Linked DNA regions of Gossypium raimondii: region 1 is linked to region 2. Evidence: chromatin contacts called from public Hi-C data. All regions are on one chromosome and are shown on one strand. Each heading gives the region's core, a stretch centred on a gene start, on an enhancer-like site or on the middle of the called end of the contact. The rest is flanking DNA. Distances are from core to core; before and after follow the strand shown.

What was found. A called contact is a pair of places that touch in the nucleus more often than the background predicts.
Region 1: a contact with region 2 is called in a Hi-C map of leaf, with 2.4 times the contacts expected there. The contact joins the promoter of LOC105763725 here to the promoter of LOC105763715 in region 2. A contact is called at or near these places in 2 of 2 Hi-C or Micro-C datasets (both in leaf).

Annotation. Positions count from the first base shown.
Region 1 is chr12:33,843,332-33,849,218 of ASM2569854v1, reverse strand. It overlaps LOC105763725 (vesicle-associated protein 1-2), which reads left to right and starts at 4,372. Exons shown (of 6, transcript XM_012582051.2): 1 at 4,372-4,590; 2 at 4,708-4,778; 3 at 5,470-5,551; 4 at 5,658-5,887. The coding sequence starts at 4,539. It overlaps LOC105762129 (SPX domain-containing protein 3-like), which reads left to right and starts at 1,934. Exons shown (of 2, transcript XM_012580037.1): 1 at 1,934-1,961; 2 at 2,305-2,687. The coding sequence starts at 1,934. The coding sequence ends at 2,687.
Region 2 is chr12:33,593,969-33,599,965 of ASM2569854v1, reverse strand. It overlaps LOC105763715 (cytochrome b5 domain-containing protein RLF), which reads left to right and starts at 1,985. Exons shown (of 7, transcript XM_012582042.2): 1 at 1,985-2,143; 2 at 2,258-2,381; 3 at 2,555-2,777; 4 at 2,939-3,109; 5 at 3,215-3,349. The coding sequence starts at 2,343.

The sequences.
Region 1 (5,887 bases), core at 3,123-5,622, 250 kb before region 2:
TACTTGAACAATATTGTTATATAATCATTTTGAAAGATTTGCCTTTATATATATCAATCCCTGAAAGATTAAGTCTTAATGTAACCTTCAAGCAAGCTGCAAAAGATTACCGACTTTAGCGAAAGTGTCATGAAAGCTTTTGTACTAAAATTTAAATTACATTTTGTCAAGTAATGAGTAAATTAATCCTTATACGTTAGATCAAAAGGAATCTAATCATTCTATTAAAATTTCATTTATTTTTACTATTAAAATTACTCATTATACATCAGCATGAGGTCTATATAACATGCTATGTGTTATTGTTCAATTATTTTATTGACCAAACCAGTTTTTAACAATATAAATGGGGAAATTTTTAATGTAAAAAGCTAAATTACTTTTCGATCAAACATATAGAAACTAATTAAATCTATTTTTTAAATTGAGAGAATAAAATACAATTTAACTGTTTTTGTTAAAAGAAGTATAAACTTTTCTTTGCCAATTGTTACAAGTAGAATAAAAGTACTTTCATTCGGAGGAGATTCCCCTCGAAATCATAATCTTCCCCTCTTCAAGTCTCTCTTTATTTTGCTTGCACTAAAGTCACAACCGTTCATTTTTATCTGTGTCACAGCCCCAACCAGAACAAAACACTTGCCACCACCCGTTTCTACCATATTCAAATTTTGTATTTAACCTCTATGTTTTAATTTAGTTTTTTTGGGTAAGGAAAATTTTATTGAAATAATTTTCTCTATCTATTTTTACTTTTATAATGTCTTTAGTTAATCTAAATAGTTAATATTTTTAATTAATGTGTAACTAGCATTTCCTTCTTTTTTTTTGGGGGGGGGGATATACAATTATAAAATTCTGAGGTGGCCAAAGCTAAAAATGTCGTGTTAGAAAGGTTTGAATTGAATTATTAATTTCTTTAAGGCACCAAAAATGTAATTTCCTATTAAACCAAGAACTAAAAAGACTTAATTTGAATGGTTTGATTTTTAGGTGGAGCTAAAAAATAATTTTTTTAATTTAACCAAGGGACCAATGTCGTTGCCCCTTGCTTTGCCCTCTATTGTTAACTACTCCGACTAAAATATTGGTGTGAATTTTATTCTTCAAAAAAACCATTCTAACTCATCATACTACATTATTTGGACTAATCAATGATATTATAAAAATAAATGATGAAATTATGCAAAATTCAAATATAAGTCAAAGGGACCAAAACCATAATTTTACCATATAATTCCCTCCACTTTAATAATTTCAAAACCAATAAAGTACCATGGAGGCCCTTTATACTAGGAGTCAAATTGTATTTTGTTCTTTTTATTAAAAAATTGGGCAAATTAGACAATGTACGTTAGATTAAAGAACAAACTGATCATTCTATTAAAAGTTCTATCCATTTTTAATGTTAGCATGTGATACTCGTGGCACGCCACATGTAACTGTTTAGTTATTCTATCAATGACGTCAATTTTTAATAGTAAAAACGGATGAAACTTTCAACAAAAAAGACCAATCTATTATTTAATCTGACGTACATGAATTAATTTATCCACAAGGTAAAGCGCACCTTTTGCCTATTTCAAGAATCTAGTTTTTTCTTTTACCTCCTCCATGCTCAAACCTAAAAGACAAAACTATTGAAATTATCTAAATTTCAAAATAACTCAAATTTAAAATATTTCTAACCCAAAAATGAATTGAATTTGACTTTGACTCAAATCGAAATGATTAATATTTTTATAACCAGACTAGTGATCGACTCACTCATACTATTGATTTTCAGTCTAACTGATTGGTCCAGTTTGATTAAACAAATTTTTAAAAAAAAATTTTAAAAAATAAAAATCTCGATTCAAATGATTTTTCAGCCCGGTTCAACTGGTTCATACTAGTTCGCAAGTTAACTGGTGCAACCTCTTTCTCTGGAGCAATGTATTTTCTGGTTCCCAATCCAATCGGTCTGATATCCAATTCAAACAACCTTGGACAGGGGTGAAGAGAGGGGGGAGGTAGGGCAAAATTTATAAAATCCTAAGTTAATATGGTAAAATTATAGTATGCCCCCAAAAATACTAAAATTTCAATTTAATCCTTTTGAAAACCAAAAAATATAATCAATATAAGGGTAAAATTATATTTTAACTCTTACAAAAACATATACTTTAATCTAGGCATCTCCTAAATGAAATTCTGACTTTGCCCCTACTTTAGAACCCGAATTGGCTCAACCCTAAACCAGTTAAACCAAAGCCCAAATAGTTAACCATTTTCATTTGATTAACAATGGTTGGGAATTTGTAGGGTTGGCAAAGATATTGAAGAAATATGACAAGCGAACAGGTGGGTTATTACGGTTGCCCTTCATCCAAAAAGTGCTGAAGCAACCATTTTTCACGACCGATCTCGTTTCAAATCTGGTTAAAGAATGCGAAAACACCATTGATGAAGTATTATTCCCCATTGAAGAAGATAAAGAAGAAACAAAGGAACAAAAAGGAGCAATAATGGTAGCAACAGAGCCAGTGAAAGGGATATTTAGAAACACTGTTGCAGCACTATTAACCATGGAAGAAATTAGAAGAGTGAGCTCTACTAAAGACCATTTCTCTTTGCCTCCTCTTAACTTGTCCCACAGTCATCTCATTCACTCCTTCCAACTCAACTCACCAATCCCCATTCTTTGAGAAACTATGGATTTTGGGTTTTATTTGTAAATTGGTCCCTATATTATACCCTAATTTTCAGAATTGGTCCTTATAGTTTTCTTGTCGGAAAGTGGTCATTAAACTATTAGTTGCATTTTACCCCTCTATTCAAAAAATGGGCAAATTAATTCATGTATGTTAGCTCAAAGAGTAAACTGGTCATTTTATTAAAATTTTTATCAATTTCTACTGTTAAAAGCTAGTCCTTGTACATCAGTATAAGGTACACGTGGCACGCCACGTCTCACTGTTTGGTTATTCTGCCAGTTGCGCCAATTTTTAATAATACAAATAGATGAGTTTTTAACAAAAAATACCAATTTACTCTTTGATCTAATGTATAGGGACCAATTTATACGTTTTTTGAGTAAAGGGAACAAAATACAATATGGTCTATATGATATTATTACCCAATTTTGTCTCATTTTATCTAAAAAGTTTACGAAATCTTGTAAGGATGTGATATGTCATGATTGACTGATATTTTGTTTTAGATAAATTGGGGCAAAATTAATAGTTTATAGTCCACTTTTGACAAAAATAAAAGCTAATCGAAAATTGAGATATAATTTAAGGGCCAAGTTTCAGATAATATATTTTATTTTTACAAATGAGATTGTAATATGATGCAGATTTGATTGAATGACGAAATTGTTAAAATTGATTTAGACTAGGTTCAAACATTGATGTTTCATTTCGCTTGCCCATTTAATGTTTTGTAATATAATTACTTATACCAAAAGTAAATTAAATTTTAATGTGATTTTTTTTTATACATGGCTCTTTTTGATACAATGTTTTACGCATAGTCTCTCCCTTACCCATATATAGAAAGATAATGTGTTTCAGCATACTTAAACCTACGTCTTTTTGTATTGATAACAATACCCGCACTAATCGAGTTAATACTTAATCGTCAATTTTAATGTGATTTCTTTAATGTAATAGAATGAAAAAAAGTTAGCATAAATATATCGATATGCTTATGATAATTAATCAAGGTTTTCTTATATCAATTTTCTCTCTTTGGGGTTAATTGCCATAGAGGTCCTCAAGCATAGTTAGAATTTTAAATTAGTGTTTAAACTTTAGAACCTTCAAGTTTTCAACTTATTGGTATTACATCGATTAGGTTATTTTATCGACCTAACTTTAGTTTGAATGTTAAATGCTAGTTTAGATATAAAGTAGAGTATATTTAAAATGCACTCTTCAAATCTCAAACACATCTATATATTGCATGAACAATTTAGATTTAACGTATTTAATTTAAATTATTCATGCAAACTGCACTAAATGTTTAAATTTTGATACATATATTTTAAAAAAATCTTTTAAATTTAACCTCGTTTTTGTTTCAAGCTTGTGCTTAATTTATTCTACATTTAGTCCATGTTTTCATTTGATCATTTTTGTCTCTATATTTTCTAAAATTTAAAATTTTAATCATTAAATTCATTAACTGGTTCTTTTATGAGTAATATACCGAATAATAGTACATATTTAAAATATATTAGATTATTTTACACAATGAAATGCCATTATAATAATATTTACTACTTGAATGAAATGTTTTATAGTAGTATCAATAGGCAATATGTTATTTTTGGTTCATAAACTTGATAAATAAGTTCACATATAATTTTCATAACCACAGTAATAAATAGAACCGGACACAACAAGTCAAACCTCACTGTCCCACGCTTCTTGCTTTTCACCTCTCTCTCGAAGACCGCTCACCGTTGTCTTAATCTCCACCTCTAATCCTCTCACGCCGTAGACCCAAACCCTCCGCCAATAGTTCATATCTCCGGCGACCCTCTCACTAAGATGACCACCGGCGAACTTCTCAGCATCGATCCTCAAGAGCTTCAATTTCCCTGTAAGCATCTTTCAAAGCTTTACAAAATTAACTTTTTTTGTTGCTTTACAGATCCATATCTTCATCGTTTCCACTGCTTTTTTCGAAAATTTTAACAATTTTTGTTCTTGAATTTAGTTGACTTGAAAAAGCAGATTTCATGTTCTTTAAATCTGTCCAACAAGACCAACAATTATGTGGCTTTTAAGGTAAAATTAAGCTATTTCTTAAATCTCCTGTGAGTAAATTAATATGGGATTTTGCTGTAAATAAGATTATCTGGTTTTATATTCGATTTATTAAACTTAATTTTTGATCATATATGTATTGTTTTTTGTTTATGTAAATACATAATTCTATATATAGATATATATATAAATTCTGGAGTTTGTGAATTATTTGTTTTACTCAATAATTTTATAATAAAGTAGGATTGCTAGTGTTATTTGTTTTGAAACATGCGTACCAATTCGAAAATTGCTAGTAAAAGTATTATAGAGTATATACTATGAGTCAGATCGAATTTTGCTTTCTTTACTCGGAAAATGGGCAAATTAGTTCTTGTACGACGTATAAAGAGCAAACTGGTCTTTCTATTCAAAATTTCATTCATTTCTATTGTTAAAAACATTGACGTGATTGATGGAATAACCATGCCACGTGTACCTCATGGTTATATACACAGTTCGGTTTTTAATAGTAAAAATGGATGGAACTTTTAATAGGAATAATTTGCTCTTTGATCTAAAGTACAAGGACTAATTTGCTCATTTTTTGAGTGAAGGGAGCAAAATGTAACCTGACTCCTAGTACAAGGGCCTCCATGAATCTTTTACCGAAAATCTCTATGGAGCTAGCGATTTATGGTAACAAAGCTTTTTTATGTATGTTGTTTTCCAGGTCAAAACGACAAACCCAAGGAAATACTGTGTAAAGCCTAACAATGGAGTTGTTCTGCCTTGGTCTACATGGAACGTTACAGGTCTCTCTCTCACAAAACTCGAACTTATATATAATTACTTGTTGTTAATCATGTATCATCTTCAAATCTTGAAATCATAGTTTAATTGGTTAATTTATGGAATCAGTTATGATGCAGGCTCAAAAGGAAGCACCCCCTGATATGCAATGCAAAGATAAGTTTTTACTCGACCAGATTTGATTTTAAGTTTGGGTTTTTTGTTTTCTAACTGTTTGCTTTTCGGTCTAGTTTAATAAAGAATCCGGACATCATGTTGAGGAGTGTAAATTGAGGGTTGCTTACGTAGCACCTCCTCGACCTCCTTCACCTGTTAAAGAAGGATCCGAAGAAGGCTCT
Region 2 (5,997 bases), core at 736-3,235:
CCTTATTGCTTGAGCCTCCTCTTTCTTAGTTACCTAAGCTTGACCATATCAGAATCAAAACAAAGGCATACACATGTAAAGAAAACCATGATTCATTTGCATGCAAAGAAACTTTAAAGGCTAACTATGACCTTAATCATCATAATACAAATTTAATGAATTAATTGAAATCCTTAATTTTCTCCCTCTTTTCCTCAATCAAAATATATAGAAGAGTTAAAAGATTACTAGTTTACTAAATTCTCAATTTCATAAGCTAATATGTTAATTTCTCCCCCCATGCAGATTGCTCATTAACTTGTCTCTCTTACCAAATAACCAAAGAAGAAGATAGAAGAAAGATAATGAATACAAAAATGAGAGACTACTTTAAGGAGAATGACATTCATCTCCTATATAACCTTCTTACACTCATTCACCAAAACTAATTCGTCAGAATTAAAATTAATGTTCCTCGTCATAATGTTTCCCACTAAAAAAATTCAGTTAACAAGATTCACATAATTACACTAAGGTCCTCTTAAACAGAAAGCTTTATAATTAGATATCCAGAATTATTGTTATACTTACTATTTAACGCTTCCAAGTGTGACACTTGGAGATAAAAATAATGAAAATGAAGAGATCTTAGTAAGTTATGTTAATAAAAAATTTGGAACCGAAATGAATAGTTGTTGACAATAGTTTTGCAATGTTGAAAGAATGAAAGGAAATGTGGATCTTGAATAAATTTGTCGATAAATATAGACATGGAATAGATTGACTAAAATAGAAATACACAATTCAAGTAAAATTAAATTGAGGAAGTTTTTGGACCAAGAGTCCATACATCTAAACGTATAAAACTAACGGGATACAAATGAGTAAGTTTTGTGAAAATGAAATAAAAAAATAAGTTTTTGTTAAGTCTTAGCATTGTTTATGAAAATATTTTCTTTTGTGTTGAATGTAATAACTTGTAAATATCTTATTAGTGTGGTAGTTAATGAAAGATTTGATATGCGACTTATGATTGTTGTTATAAATTTTAGATGAATCACTATATAGTAAAGTTTATATTAAAATCCATAAAGGATTTAGAATACTAGAAGCATATATAATTTTTGGAAAATTGTTCAATATGTTTGTGTAAATATTTATATGGTTTAAAATTATTTAAACATATGTGTTTTATAGAAGGATCATAATGAAAGTTTGCTATGATTATTTCTCACTTATGACTTTTAGAAGAATGATGATATAAACATTTATTAAATCTCTTCAAATGATCGTTTGCAAATTTAATATATTCAATATTGAAATATGTAGAATATGTGATATCATGTGATGTTGTCATGAGAAGGAGTAAATACATGTACTATCTTTCATTTAATTGAGGTTTTGTCAATTTTCTTGATAAGACTTTTAATGAGGTAGCATGTTATCCATATTATAGATATGTGTACTCTTTTTTTTACTAAGAATTTTTCCAACATGATTTTATCTTAATAAAATTGTAACGAGGCATGTTATCTATAAATAAACATTTAAGGGGAGTGTTATAAATATTTTATTATTATAAAGTGTATGTCTTTTAGGATAAGAAGCTTGATGTACTTAGGACTTTAATATCCGTTAGGAGCGAATTTGATTTCGTTTACTACTTATATTTATAAATATAAGTTTTAGAGAAGTATTATAAATATTCCTATTGGTGACTAAATACATATTTCTTTTTTGTTCTTTATCATTTTATTTTATAACATTCTTTTATTTCTTTTTAGATTTTAGAACATTAAATTCAAATTTAACATAGTATTATGATCCATAAATAAAAATAAGAATAGTTGGTAAATTTCACATTATAAATAAAAATTTATTAAACATATTGATTAATTTACATTTATTTTGAAATAATGTCTTATTATTCAACTAAGATCTAAATAAAACTTTAATTAAATTTAAAAAAACCCAGACTAAAGCCCATAAACCCTTAGCCCATGCATGCATCTGTGCCCTAGTTTCTTTTCTTTCCAGCGGCGGGTTTTTATTTCCCTCTTTTTCCACCCTCTCGTACTTTTTCTTCTTTTCCAGTGCTTTTCTTCGGATCGGCCACATCTCCTGTGTCCTTAGCCGCGTCGACAAGGGTGTTGCCTTCGTTCGGGCGAGTCCGAGCAACAGATTCTAATATTTTAGTTTGTAATTTGTCCTTATTTCCTTGATTAATGGCATTCTTATATCATCGTTTTCTGAAATCTTTCTGATTTTGAAATTGCAGATGGTCTAAGAGCTGCTGTAATTGTATCACTTGAGAGGAACTGTTGCCTGACTTGATTTTGTAAATCTTAGTCCCCCCTCATAGCATGGACAACAACAGCAATGATGATTTCACCTTTTGTAAGGCAAGTTAAATTCTATAATTTTCATGACCTTAAAGTACATCTTTTCATTTGGTGTATTGACGTAATGTATCAAGAATAAGATGTGTTGTTCTTTTTTACTCCCGATATAAACTTGAGTGCCGGATATTATCATTTTTTTGTAAGAATAGTTAAATATATGGTTTCTGGTTTAGGTTGGGTTACCGACTGATCAAAATGGTGTGGAGGAAAAGAATCTTGCAGCTGATATTGGTGGTATTGCCATTAAAGACGAAACCTCAAACTGCAGCGATAGTAGCAAGAATGGTGGTTTTCCCTGGAAAGATAAACATCCAAATAATGCCACCTTTGTAGATCAGGCTACTGTTGGTTCTTTGACTTTCAATGTTATTGATGCTTCATGTTTGAAATCATCAGGTATTGCCATTAAAGACGATCCTCAAACTGCAGCGATAGTAGTAAGAATGGTGGTTTTCCCTGGAAAGATAAACATCCAAATAATGCTACCTTTGTAGATCAGGCTACTGTTGGTTCTTTGACTTTCAATGTTATTGATGCTTCATGTTTGAAATCATCAGGTGAATCATCAAGACAAGTAGCATCTGTAGATGCGGGTGCTCCAGCAATGAAGTCAGAAAAAGCAAGAAGTTCTACCAGAAAGTCTGCACCTCGGACCAAGGTTCCTTTTGAGAAGGGATATAGTCAAATGGACTGGCTTAAGCTTACTCAAACGCATCCTGACCTTGCAGGTATGATGCGAAACATTTCCTAGGACGTTCCCCTCTCATTTAACTCTTCAAAATGTAATGCCAACTGCATGTTTCTTCTATGTTTCACCAAAAATTGTGTTTCAGGATTGAAAGGGCAGTCAAATAGGAGGCTTGTTTCAATGAGTGAAGTTAAGCAAAATCAAAAAGAAGGTTCCATGTGGACTGTTCTGAAAGGACGTGTCTACAATATATCTCCATACATGAAGTTTCACCCTGGAGGTACGTACGTGGTTTTTCAATTGTGGAAGTTTTAACCTTTGACAGAATGAACACTCTATTCTTTGATAAATCTGTGTTAGATTTATCTGGCCCGAGTAGATAATCTGCAGTTTTCTCTAAGGCATTCTTATTTATTATTTGTTGGAAGTCTATCTTCTATTCTAGTCAGCTTCTAGTTTTTGCAGTATAGGGATATGTGGCATTTATCTGAAGGTTTATCTTCCTATGAACTCTATAATTTGAAAAGAATATTCCTTCTTATTTTTAGTTTTCTGGATTTGGTTTTCAGTGAACGCATCTGATGCAGGAGTGCCATATTAGTTTAATTATTTAAAGTTTGTTTTTCTGTTATTTTATTTGAGTATGGTATTTTATCAGTATAAGACTCTAAGTAGTAAGAGTTCTAGAATAAATACTCTACTGGATCATTTCCATGGGACATTACATGTTGAAGAATATGTGGATTGGGAAGCCATGGTAGAACATTATTTTGAGTGGAAACCCGTGGCTGAACCTAGAAAGCTTCTATTTGTGAAGCTGAAATTAAATGGCGTTGTACTGCAATGGTGGAAGAGAGTATGATCATGTCAAGGACAGCAAAAAATTGGTTCTTGGGTTTACATGAAAGGGAAGATGCAGATACAGTTTCTACCAGCAGCTTATGCTGTTGAACTTTATGGAAAATTTTACTTGCTCAGACAGTTTGATAAGTCTGTTGATCACTACGCTACTGAATTTAGTAATCTGTTTATTAGAGTTGGTTTGAATGAAACTATTGATCAGCTAAGAGCTCGTTATCTTGTGAGTTTGGATTTAAGTATTAGAGATGAACTGGGGATGGTTTGTCTATAATTTAGAAGATGCTCGATGTTATGACTTACAAGCTGAGAAAAGAGTTTTACTCTATGGTGCAAGGAGACCTTTATCTAGTAGGGTAGATGGTGTTTCCAAAGGCAGTTACTGTGGTAAGGAAACTGCTTCTTCTAGCAAGGTCTATGGAGGATTGCAATAGAAACCAACAAATGCAATATAAGGAAGAGTGTGGGGTGGAACATGGTCCAACTTTAGTAAGGGCTAGTTCTTCGTTGCTTTTGAGAAGTGCTCTTGAAAAGTTTGGTTTAAGGTTCAAGTGTTTTGTAATGTTATCAAAAAATGCTTTTGAGAAATAAAAAGTCCATTTTAGATGTAATGTTGTAAAGTAAGAAATATGCATTTAAATGATGTTAAATTTCATTAATATTATGATATTTCTTTAAAAATATAAGAATATGATATTATTAATATTTTGATATATGAAATATAAATTTTACATTTTTTAAGCAATTAATATGAATTGTTTGTAAAATTTAAGTTGAATATATAAACTATATTTTAAATATTAAAAATGATTATTACAAATTCAAATATATAATGTTATGTTTCTGAAATAGATTTTAATAGGAAAATAATTGTATACCAATATAACTATTACATAAGATACATTAGATTATAGATGAGGGTTAAAAATTTTATTTGACTCCAAAAGTGCGTTTTTCAAATGCAAAAGCCAGAATTTCTAGCTTTTGCGTTTGGGTTGAACAGCATTTTAACTTCAAAAGTACCTTGTTCTTTATTGCTTATGGCACCAAAAGTGCTTTGGCTCCAAAAGCACTTTTAGAACCCAATGAAGAACAAGGCCCAAGGCAAGCAGTGGGACTCAAATAAAATGTTTCTAGGGCAAGCAAAAAAGGTCATGCCCTGTCACCACAAGTGAAGCTTTCTTTTTTTCTTGTCCAAGGAGGGGGCTGAACCTATTTGAACATGATGAAGGCGGCAAAGAACTCTCTTATCCCATCTACGATGATCGTAAGGAAGATGATGATAATGTAAATATTTACCTTGTACTAGTGGAATCATTGATGGTAAGATGGTTAATCGCAACAAGCCACATAGGAGACTGAAGATTTGAGGAGATGAAGCATTTTTAGGACCCATGTTCTTTGTGGTTCTAAAGTATGTGAAGCGATTATTGATAGTGGGAGTTCAAAAAATTATCTCCAAAAAACTGTGGATATGTTAAAGTTACCTTTGGAGAAACATTTGTGTCAATACAATTCTGTGGGTTAAAAAGGGATTTGGGATGTCTGTCAAATTTCAATGTATAGTCAAATTTGTTATGGGTGGTAATTTAGGAGGTGAGGCTTCGTGTTATGTTCTGTTGATGGATGCATGTCATATTCTTTTAGGTAGGATTTAACTGCTAATTTGGAGGCAGAAAGGCAAAGTGAGGTTGTCCAAGAAGTTCTTAGTGTAAAAGAGGTTAAATCAAGGAGGGGTGATGCCTGTAGGAGATTTCTGATAGTGATTGGGAAAACCAGGTGGTGAAAGTACTTGGATTCCAGAAGATGAGTTGTGGAAACTTGATCCTTAAGTTTATGAGGAGGTGGTCAAAGTTTTTGCGGCTGAAGGAGCTGTCTTTTCCCTAAATCAGTGGAGATTGATGCATAAGCATCATATTTAATTTAATCATTCAAAGTTTGTTTTTGCATATTTTATTTGAGTCTCTGTTGTGTTTCACATTATTTTGTTAGCATAGGATTCTTGGTAAGAGTTATAGCATAAATACTCTAGTAGACGATTAATAGGACTCTTAGTAACAGTTCTAGTAA